Regions from separate parts of the Mus musculus genome. Here all the other regions are linked to region 1. A link is a contact called in public HiChIP or PLAC-seq and promoter capture Hi-C data. All regions are on one chromosome and are shown on one strand. Each heading gives the region's core, a stretch centred on a gene start, on an enhancer-like site or on the middle of the called end of the contact. The rest is flanking DNA. Distances are from core to core; before and after follow the strand shown. Region 1 holds the start of Tafa2 (TAFA chemokine like family member 2). Region 2 has its middle 70 kb from the start of Gm36719. Region 3 has its middle 97 kb from the start of Gm36719. Region 4 has its middle 600 kb from the start of Gm36719.

The links. Promoter capture Hi-C pulls out the DNA fragments that hold promoters and counts their contacts. HiChIP or PLAC-seq counts read pairs in DNA pulled down with a chosen protein or histone mark.
Region 2: a contact with region 1 is called in an H3K4me3 HiChIP or PLAC-seq map of embryonic limb bud, with 14 times the contacts expected there. The contact joins the enhancer-like site here to the promoter of Tafa2 in region 1. A contact is called at or near these places in 5 of 39 promoter capture datasets (the 3T3-L1 cell line, the C10 cell line, cranial neural crest and 2 more), 1 of 484 Hi-C or Micro-C datasets (embryonic stem cells) and 7 of 115 datasets of contacts at active chromatin or transcription factors (embryonic forebrain, embryonic hindbrain, embryonic limb bud and 4 more).
Region 3: a contact with region 1 is called in a promoter capture Hi-C map of hippocampal neurons, with 9 times the contacts expected there. The contact joins the enhancer-like site here to the promoter of Tafa2 in region 1. A contact is called at or near these places in 13 of 39 promoter capture datasets (the 3T3-L1 cell line, the C10 cell line, cranial neural crest and 8 more), 1 of 484 Hi-C or Micro-C datasets (embryonic stem cells), 3 of 115 datasets of contacts at active chromatin or transcription factors (embryonic forebrain, embryonic hindbrain and forebrain) and 1 of 9 other capture datasets (embryonic stem cells).
Region 4: a contact with region 1 is called in a promoter capture Hi-C map of stem cell-derived epiblast-like cells, with 5 times the contacts expected there. The contact joins the enhancer-like site here to the promoter of Tafa2 in region 1. A contact is called at or near these places in 8 of 39 promoter capture datasets (the C10 cell line, cranial neural crest, hippocampal neurons and 4 more) and 4 of 115 datasets of contacts at active chromatin or transcription factors (embryonic forebrain, embryonic stem cells, forebrain and 1 more).

The regions. Positions count from the first base shown.
Region 1 is chr10:123,262,737-123,265,414 of GRCm38.p6, reverse strand. It overlaps Tafa2 (TAFA chemokine like family member 2), which reads right to left and starts at 1,339. Exons shown (of 5, transcript NM_001252387.1): 1 at 1-1,339.
Region 2 is chr10:124,926,090-124,928,767 of GRCm38.p6, reverse strand. No RefSeq gene overlaps it. Among named protein-coding and RNA genes, the nearest start is that of Gm36719, 70 kb to the left of the region's middle. Within about 2 kb of position 1,342, at least 2 of the 459 cell types and tissues checked have an H3K27ac peak or open chromatin away from gene starts, as enhancers often do. A contact at or near this core is called in embryonic limb bud, where this site is marked.
Region 3 is chr10:124,898,940-124,901,617 of GRCm38.p6, reverse strand. No RefSeq gene overlaps it. Among named protein-coding and RNA genes, the nearest start is that of Gm36719, 97 kb to the left of the region's middle. Within about 2 kb of position 1,372, at least 3 of the 459 cell types and tissues checked have an H3K27ac peak or open chromatin away from gene starts, as enhancers often do. A contact at or near this core is called in hippocampal neurons, where this site is marked.
Region 4 is chr10:124,399,285-124,401,962 of GRCm38.p6, reverse strand. No RefSeq gene overlaps it. Among named protein-coding and RNA genes, the nearest start is that of Gm36719, 600 kb to the left of the region's middle. Within about 2 kb of position 1,357, at least 3 of the 459 cell types and tissues checked have an H3K27ac peak or open chromatin away from gene starts, as enhancers often do. A contact at or near this core is called in stem cell-derived epiblast-like cells, where this site is marked.

The DNA of each region.
Region 1 (2,678 bases), core at 90-2,589:
AGGGACCTCAAGTCCGCCGGTGTGTGTTCGCAGAGGGCGAGCGAGTGTGAGTGCTGCCTCCTCCGAAGGCTAAAGGGGGGCTCGGCAGCGTCTTCACCTACAAGCTGGGGTCCCCCTTCCCCGAAGCAAAAGGAAGGTGCAGCGCGCGAGGTCGGTCCCCGGGCTCTGCTCTTTATCCCACAGTGTCAAAGTAATCGGAAGGGTCGTCGACCGAGGGGGAGAGCCAAAGTCTCCGCAGCCCCCGGCGGCGCCCGCGGTCGCCCGCTGTCCCCGGCGATGCGCTGCGCGCGGTGGTGCGCTCGGCTCCCGCGACTGCGAGGATCCAGGCGGGCTCCAGCCACCGCCGCTCTTATTCCATCTCCGGTTTGTTTGCTTTGAGCGGCGAGCGAGGACTTTTCCTCTCGCCCCGCGTCGGCTCTCCCTTGCACACAAACGCGCGCGCTCACACGTTCCCCCTCTCCCGCCCTCCCCCGGGTTCTCTAGGGAAAGGCAATTGGACGCGGTGATTCACCTTCAGCAGAGCAGCCTCCGCCGCCGAGCACACTCCTCGAGTTCCCCGGCTCTCCCAGGTCTGCAGGCTCCCGGTGTGGAGCGGTTCTGAGCAGGCTCGCGGGCTGTGCGCTCGGCCGGCGTCCTCCCCGGGAGACGCCTGCGTTCCCGCAGCTCGCACTCGGGTCCCGCGGGTGCCCTCTCGGACACCTGGGCGCCGTCGAGTCGCGTCCACTTAGCAGCAACTCCCGGCCAGCTGCAGCCCCTCGATCGCGCCTCCAAGTGCAGCCGGTAGAGCTCCTCGCATCCCACCCGCCGCCACTCTCCGCATCGTGTGCTCCAAGGGAGGGAACCCCTCTGCTGTCCCCCCAAGTCACGAGCGCGCCGGCACCTTCACCACCTTGGAGGTGCGAGTTCCAGCAGCAGACACAAGCGAGCAGGTGTCGCCTGTGTCACTTCGCCAAAGGCGGGAGTGAGAAAGAACGGAACAAGGGGAGGGGCCCGAGGAAACAAATCCAGATCACCAGAAGAAAAAAAAAAAAAAAGCCAAAAAATAAAATAAAATAAAATAATTTTAAAAAGCAATCAAAGCTTCTCCCTCTCTGAGTCCCACCACAAGCTCTGTACTGTTAAAATACACTAAAGATAATGTTCGAAAGTCACCCCAACGGGCAGAGCCCTGCTAGTCCACCCTAGACCCCTGTTCCACTCAGCGGGCTGGCCGTTGGGAGCGACTGGCCCCACTGTACAAAGCACAGAGAAGGCAGGCAAAGATGGGTTCTGACACTCCAGGCTGAGTTAAGCAGTAAAATGGGACGGCTGGACCGGGAGGCTTTGACTCCCTCTGTCTCCCTCCCAATTCTGTCAGCAGTGGCTGCAGATGCTGAGAGCAAACCACCTTCCTGCAGAAAGAAAAAAAAAAAAAAAAAAGTATAAGACAGCAAACGTTGCAAATGCTGGACTATGTCTCCCTCTAGCGGTAAATCTGGATTAGAACGCTTTGCCGGCTGTCACGGAGACTCATAATTTTTCTTCCAAAAAAATAAACAAGAATTTTCTTACACTATCCGATTTAAGAGGATTTTGAATTTCTACAACTAACAAATTCTGACAGAGTCAAAGTTAAGGGGGTTTTAACACAATCCCATGATAGCATATTCATTGCTAAAGGAATATCCTAACTTTACAGAGATTTCAGAGACAGATCCTAGAAGGTCATGTCCTTAAGGTTTGGCCAAATTGGGTCCTGGTTTAAGCGGTGTACATAAGATCTTCCAAGAAAGGACTTCTTAGACTCAGCTCATTTTGATCGTGCTTATGAATGAGAAAACATTTAAGCTAGTGGTTAGGATAGTACGAAAAATGAGTAAGACTTAGACACAATGAGAGAAAATGTCGACTCTGGAACGCTTACTCAGGGATCTTGTCTGTAACTGACTCCTCTCTCGTTCCACTAGGTTAATTTTTCAAACTAGCTAAATTCTCCCCAGGTCTAAGTAGTTGTGTTTCCCCAGCCCTGAGTCATTGAAAGATTAGCATAATTCTTTCCACCATCTATAAACTACCACTTATTACCATAGTTACTAAGAACTAAGGAATATGTTTTAGCTGGTGATTTTATGGTAACATAATTTAGCCTTATTTTCTATCTAAAGGGTTTTATGTAGTTGATTTGGGAGGGCTATTTTAACAAAGCATTCCTGCAAATTTTATTAAAAAGATTTGTTACGTCAGACACAACTAAGCTAGGCACACCTGTAACTTTGCTGTTTAGAGTTTGTGAACATTGTCATTTAGTGGGAGGTGTGCCTTAGGCATTTGTGTGCTTTTAAATAGAAAATATGTATCAAGGTCATGATTAAACAGTTTTCTATTCATTTTGAATTTTTTATTTATTCTTTTCTAACTTGATCATTGTACTTAGTCTACTCTTTAAAAAAGGCAATAATTTACTTTTTCAATTGGGAGTAACTGAAGCAATTTCAAATAAAAATCCAAAACAAAATAATATAGGGTTTTGAATTTTAATCGATTGTATCTGGTAGGTTTGTGAGACTCCGGGGCATGGCAATCATTGTGCACAACATATCTTCAAATGACCTCTTTCAAAAGACCAGTGTCTCGTATGATTAAAGACTTTTATTTTATCACAATTACATGGTAACTCATTTCCTGGGGGAACAAGGTTT
Region 2 (2,678 bases), core at 93-2,592, 1.7 Mb before region 1:
TGAGCACGGTGCTAAAATGAGGACTCTAGAGCTACCAATATTTATAAAAGAGGATAATAGAAAACTCTTAGTCAGCATATATAAAATGTGGGGTTGGAGATGGCTCAGTAGTTCAGAGCACTGGCTGCACTGCCAAAGGACCTAGTCTTGATACCCAGCATCCATGTGACAGCACTCAACTTCCTGTAACTGTAGACCCAGAGGATCTGATGCCCTCTCCTCTTCTGGACTCTGTAGGCACTGCATGCATATGGTGTTCTGAGAGTGCAGGTAAAACTCAAAATACAAATAACATAAAATGAAATATAATTTAAAAGACATATTTAGTTTTATGAGATACATTCTTTTCCAATTTAAAACTTTTTGCTGTGTTTTTATAAAAGGATCAATGCATCCTCAATTCAACCTTCAAATGTATTACTGTAATGTCTATGGAAGTAAAAGATAACCTTTGTGGCCATATCTGAAATACCCCAGTGACAGGGTGCACTACTACTTATGAGGGGCAGGGGCTAGCAACCTTCAGAACCAGCTATAGCTGGCGATATGACTTTATCCTTTGTGCTTACAATAAAAGGCTATTGAAGGATATCAAGTAGTGTCATTAAATGCTCATGCTTTTATTTGGAAAAAATTCTCAAGAAAGTAAACTCTGTGTCAACTACCTAGAATGGCACATGTTTTCTGCAGTTTTCAGTTACAATTTTGTTAACCATAGCTGAAGGTTTTCAGAGCTAAATCAGGTTAGTAATCAAGTTCTCGAGAATTTTATTCTTATTTCCTAATACCGGGTAGTATATTATACATCAGCTATGAAAAGAAAATGTATTACTTCATCTAGAAACACTTCTTTTTATATTGTTTAGATAAATTGTGAGTTAGCAGCGAGCTGCAATTTCAAGAGTCATGATTTATCCATTTAATATAAACTAAAAAGATAGAGCATATTTATTGTGGATTGTGAATACCTCCCCAGTGTTTAAATGTCCTTGGATCATACTGTATGCCTAGGTAAAACTTCAAAACCCATTTTAGAATCAGTTTCACTTCATCACAGTGGGCTACTAATGGGAAATAAAAAAAGGAAAATATTTTCACACATGGTTGGCAAACCAAATCTGCCGAGGTTTTCTATAAGTCTAGCTTGCTGTTGTCTGCTATTTAATTAACCAGTGAACAAATAAAATGTCTTCAGTTTAATTTTCATTCCGTAGCTCAATACTGTAAACTATTCACAGCATAATTAAAAGTCCTGAATTCTCTCAGGAATGATATTACCAGTAAGCAACCAACCCAGGAAATGGAGAAGCCTGACTGTTACCCTGCTAAATTGTGTGTGCTAATAAAGCCTCACTGGTGTGCCTTACTTAAACTGGCTGAGCCAAGGAAACCGCAGCTGGCATCCAAGCTACCTGCTTTTAAAACTCTCCAGGCATCAGAGCCCAAAGAGGTCATTAAAGTTAATATAGGACCAGCATTGTATTCCTTTGAATTTTCTCTATGAGAGGGCTTACTCTCAAACAACACACATTTACTCTAAGGTCACTTGTATAGTTTCTTTTAATTATTATTTTTTTTCCTTTTCGCCTTGAGCAGATGTGATAAAAGAAAGAGAAGACAGGCTTTAAAAGGTAAAGTCCTTAAGAAAAATGCTCAGTACATACATGATGTTTATAAAAGGTCAATTTCCTGCCTGATTTGATGTCTATTATTTAAAGAACGGTTGGTTTGAGTTAAAATAACTGAAGTTGTTCTTCTAGCCCTGAACACAGTCTGACTGGTGCATGATGCACAGAAAATACTCAAACAGCCATAGTGACCTTAAGCATACAGATAATACTCGTAAAACCCCCCTCTTTTTTGCAGAGTTAATCAATGTAACCATTTTTTCCTCCTAAATAGCAAATATTTATGAAACCTAACCCATTATTCATTACATTTACACTTTGAAGCAATGCACTAAAATATTTAACATTGTTGGTCAAATCTAGGTTGTAAGAATGATGCCCCCCCACCTTGGGGATCACAGGACAGGGTCATTGGCTGAAGAACAGGAAGTAAGAATTGCAGGATTAATGCTTTGTCTTGGCAAGGGCTGGGTCTTCTTTCTATTGTGGCATCTAAACTGATCTTGCATTTGAGAAATTATCACTGGACTCACACACATTTATCTAGTGCTAGGGTGAATCTCCCTTGCAGAATACTAGTGACTATAGGGTCACTCCCAGAGGACAGGAGGAGCCAGCCACACTGGGTCTGGTGCTTATTACATGTTACAGGTTTTTTTTAAAGTACATACTATAATAGATTTTGTATGAATATTTGTGTGGGCACACATGACAATAACAATCAGTTCACTTGGAAGTCTTCTATAGCTTTTTCTGATAATCCCTTGTAATGGTGATGATTCACACTTCTTGGTAAACGTCCTTATATTTTTATTGTTATGGCGGCCTGAATCTTAATTAGCGTAATGAATTTGCTCTGAATCTGGTATCCCTTCCAACAGGTAAGAGCAACCCCCTTTCTACTCTGAGAACCAGGCTCAACACATATGTATAGTTAAACTCATTTTCAAATGTTAATGTCCTGACTGTTTCAATATGGCACAGCAATTATAAGAACTGGGTTGTAGAACCATCTTTCTATCTTCTCTGGCCTGCATTCTGCATGAGGGT
Region 3 (2,678 bases), core at 123-2,622, 1.6 Mb before region 1:
CTTCTAAAGGAGACATGGACTTCTGAAGATGCTTCATCTAAGCCTCACCAAGAGGACCTTGGGCTTCCTGAAGAGAAGACATTTCTGGAGTGATGCTGACACCTGGTATGAGAATAAGCTTTCAAGTAGGCGCTACATGATTAAAAAGACACAGGTGTCCTCCATCAATTCTGACCCCTTTCAGTTCTATAATTCCAGAACACTGTGACACTTCCCAAGGATAGAGCTCCTCCATCTGCAGGCTTGTAACCCAGGCAAGCTTGCTTTTAGTAGTTAGCTTGAGTATTGTAGCTGATCTCTAATCACAATCTTTTTTTTTTTTCAAATGTTTCTTTGTCTTCTTTTAAAATTAATTATTTTATTTTACTGGATATTTACATTTCAAATATTATCCCTTTTACTGGTCTCCCTCCAAAAACCTCCTCCCCTTATCCACTCCCCGTCACCCTGCTCACCAACTCACCCACTCCCACTTCCTGTCTCTGGCATTCCCCTACACTGGGGCATAGAGCCTTCACAGGACCAAGGGCTTCGCCTTCCATTGATGACAGACTAGGCCATCCACTGCTACATAGGTAGCTGGAGCCATGAGTCCCACTATGTGTACTCTTTGGTTGGTGGTTTAGTCCCTGGGAGCTCTGGGGGTACTGGTTGGTTCATATTGTTGTTTCTCCTATGGGGTTGCAAACCCCTTCAGCTCCTTTCTTAATATTGTGGATGAACACAATCCTTCTTAAAATAATTGGATATAAAGTAGATTTTTGTTGATTTTTTAAATTGGTGGCAAAAGGCATTTCTTATTTTTTAAAAAAGAGCCTTTCTATCTCTTTACTTAATGATATGAGCAAGTAAAAATTGTAGTCAATCGCTTATACTGTATGGGATTATATGCAGATAATACTAGAAAATATTCAAAGTAATTAATTGAGATTAATTGATTTCTTAATAATGAAGGTATTTTGATATTTTATTACATATATGTACATATGATATATTCTATATAGAAAGATGATAACATATTCTTTGTGTTTTATAAACATTCCATTATGCATAGATTCAGGGGGACTGAGTACAACTATAGAAATAAAGAGAGGAGACTTTCCTAAGAAATGAACACACTTGGGCTATTCTTTCCTCACACAAGTTAGGAAAATCCTTGCAGAGAATGATATACTAGCTTCCAAGCTATCATCTCTTTGGTTATTTGTAGTTGAAGTAATTCATCTCAAAGGAATATATTTCCAGGATAGGTAACGATGGCTGGGAGGTATGAGGCTTCTAATCATAGTGATGTACTTACAGAGTGAAATGCAGCAAACAGCCTGATGAACAGATGCTGGTAACACTCCGAAGCTGCTTCCGTGCCCACGGCTGCCAACACCTTACCTCATGGCTTCCGTGCTCACGGTTGAGCTGCCAGCAAAACGTGTCCACGGGCCCTCGTGTTTCCTAGTGCATATTTCTCTTAGCTTATCGCATGAATCTCAAATATACCTAATGATATGATATGAAACTGATCGTAACTCACAAAGTGCAGAAAAGTGTGAAGGCACTAGGAAGCAGCACGCTACCCAAAGGTCTGATAAACACAGTTTCATGCAGAAGAATGATCCTGCCATTACACCGGACTGAGTTCTTCATGTCTTCCTGCTTCAATTATCTCAGCGGGAACGTGATATACGATATCACTGGTTCTCAAGTCTGGCTGTAAATTAAATTTTCCTTGAAAGCCTAAAAGAATCCTTCCTCCAATATAAACTCAGAGTCTACAAAAATAAGCACAGCCTGGTTATGTTTAGTATTTATCAAAATTTCGGGGTAGTTTTGTGTGTATGAGACTTCAGAAACATTGAATTGAGCATTTGGTTAAGACTGTACTGTCTTTAATTTTCTGCATTTTCTAGGAAGGGTCAATCTTGACTGGTTTTCTCCACCCTCTTTGTTTCTCTGCAGAATGTAACAAGGTTACACTATTATTACAGATGCGAATTTTTATATGTTTTATATGCATCTGACTATATTCCCAGGTAAGACTCATGAAGGAAAGCTATTTCATGTGTATCAAGTAACTGCTTAGAGATAATTTACAGCTAGCATGCTAGTATAATGCCCTTTTCTATCTTAGAATCATAACACTTTCATGCCAAGGAGTTCCAATGAAATAATGTTTAGCAAGTCCACATGGAAAATATATCTTATCTCTGTCCTTATACTTTGAGTCATTTATTAGAATTTGTTGTATTTTGGGGCTAGAGAGATGGTTTTGGCAGATAGGAACACTAGGTGGCTTTTGCAGAAGACCTGAGTTTGCTTCCTAGAAATTAAATCCAGTGGTTTACAGTTGCCTACACCACCAGCTCCAGCTAATGTCCTTTCCTAAGTACCTGCAGTCACATGAATATACCCTCACATATACACAGACATTAAAAACAATAAAAGATATTTTAATTTAAAAATAATTACAATGAGCTTTTTTAATGGGAAAATATGTAATTGTCAATTAGCTTTTAATTTGAGGCTTAAAGTTATTTCTTTTTTGTCAGTGCTAAAGGTATTGTTGATGTCAAGAAATGTTCAATTGTTCTCTTAATTTGCCATGACAGTGAAAATGGACTCTGGTGTTTTTAGCAAGTAGCTTTGAGTTCTCACCTTGTATAAGTGTTGCTTGCCATTGGCTG
Region 4 (2,678 bases), core at 108-2,607, 1.1 Mb before region 1:
ACACACCGATTAGCTTATATTATGGTGTTGTCAAACCCAGAGAATTGGAGATGTCAAAATTATGCACAATTACTGTCTCTACATTGAGACAGATATGGGAAAACTAAGATATAGTTTCTCTGTATCCTAGCATTGATCATACTCAATACTAGATCAACCTTGTCTTGAGCTGCCAGTTGTAAGCAGCAGCCTTACCCCTATATACAAAAGATTCTCATATTATTCTAGCAATATCTTAAGAGATTTTTTTCAGAAGAAATATTAAGCAATGACATCTTAAGCAGTGTTTTATACAAATACTTACTCATCAATATCATTGTCCTCATAACATTGATTTTACAGTTAAGGTACATGTTTGGATGATTAAATATAATGTACATTTGTAAATCATTAAATAATAAACTATTTCTTTAAGCAATCTCCACTGGTAGGTGCCCATCTTTCTAACGTTGTTTACGATGGAAATGGTTGATCTTCCTTCACTCCACCAAAGTAGTTTCTGTTCAACTTTCACTGCTTAAGAAAATAGAATTATCTCATTGTGTTTTCCATTTTAGATTATTACTATAAACATAAATTCTTATAGTCTTTCTTTTTCATTCACGAGCGTAAATGCCAACGTAGCTTCAATACAATGAAGAAACTGTTTTCATTCCTACCTGAAAGTGAACTCTATTTCTTAGTTAAAACAACTAACATGAAGGATTGTTATTTACAAATTGATAACTTAAAAAGTAAATGACCATGGGGCGTGGTGGCGCACATCTTTAATCCCAGCACTCGGGAAGCAGAGGCAGGCAGATTTCTGAGTTCGAGGCCAGCCTCGTCTACAAAGTGAGTTCCAGGACAGCCAGGACTACACAGAGAAACCCCGTCTCAAAAACACCAAAAAAAAAAAAAAAAAAAAAAAAAAAGTAAATGACCATTTGTCACCTAACTACTCTCTATGCATTGATGCATAAGATTTTTTTTTCCTAAATGCTTGTAGAGTCGATTTCAACCAGGGAATCTGTGTTTACTTGGCTGAGCGCTCAAATCAGAATGAGGAAATCCTTAAGCAATTCTGTAGAGTGTAAGTAGGTATCTTAGACCAAGTTCCACTTTTATGAGGAAACACCATGACAGAGGCGACTCTTATAAAGGCAAACATTTAATTGGCCTTGCGTACAGTGCAGAGTTTAGTTCAGTATCAGCCTGATGGTGATGTAGACTGAGAGTTGTTTCTGAGGATTAAAGAAGCAGGAAGAGAGAGGACACTTGGCCCAGGTTGTACTTTTGAAACCCTAAAGCTGACCCTCAGTGACACTCTTTTCCCCACAAAGCCACACTTCCTAATCCCTGTCAAGTAGCTAGAAGTAAGTCCTAAGCATTCAGACAGATGAGCCTATGTAGGCCATTGTTATTCAAACTACCACAGTAGGACACATCTCCTCAAAAAGCAATCTACTTGCTGCTGTGCTACCCACCATGAATGTACTAAACTTTTCATTTAGTTCCTATTCTTCCTTCTCATGACAAGAAGTGTTACCTTCCAAACTTGGTTATCAAAAACAAAAATAAAACAAAAACCAAAAAACAAACAAACAAATAAAAAAAGCAGGTGGAAAGGGGGAAAACATCTAATAAAAATTCAAGGAAAAAAAGAAAGAAAAACAATGTAATAATAAAAAATGTCCAAGGTAACTAAGAATTTTCAAATAAAATAAGAAGAAACAAAATTGGAAAAAATGGAAATGGAAATGTGTATTTAAGTTGTGAACTCATTCATTGGTTTTATTGAAGGGAAAGATTACAAATTTATTTTAACATATTGTAAATTAATTTAATACCCCTTTTAAAGATTGAATTCATATATTTTGGTAACTATATAAAATATTTTTGTTTTTATTTTCCTTTACATTCATTCTCACAACTTTCCAATAACAAAACTTTATGAAAATACAAAGCTTCAAAAGAAAAATCAAGAAAAGGTCAACATCACCTTCTTCTAACCACTAGTGATCACTTCTTGTGTGACTTTTTAAAACTTCGTGATACAGCCCACAGTAGATATCATTGTTCTTTGACTTTTTTTCATTTTTTCATTCTCTTACTCTCTTCTTCTTTTTTTTTTTTTTGCTCTTTATTTTCTTTCTTTTTATTTTGCAGAATATTTTCATGAATTATTTTTACTTTTCCCAGTAATACCTTTTGAGATTGGAAAAGAATTGTTAGGAAGAGGCTGGTGGGTCCAAGGAGAGTAATGGTGGTCCAAGCTGCAGAAGTGAGACAAAATTGTATGCTGTAACCTAGTGAGAGAAGCAAGGAATACACACACACACACACACACACACACACACACACACACACACACAAAGGCACGCACCTCGTACATTTTTGTATAGGTGTTTTATTTGTCTTTTCAGTTTTATTACATCTTCTGCTAAAAAAAAAATTACATTTTTGTAATTTGTTTTTATATTTCATCTGCCCTCTTGAGTCCTCCATTTATTTTCATGATGCTTGGACATAGACATTTTATCCTGTGATATATAATACTAAAAAAATAAAATCTCAAATACCATGAAGAAAACAATCAGCTGGTTCTACCAAAAAACTATTTTACTTCTGAGGATAGGAAACTGTAACCGGAAAGAAACCACAGGGGCCCCAAACCCCAGTTCCAAGGATCATCACTG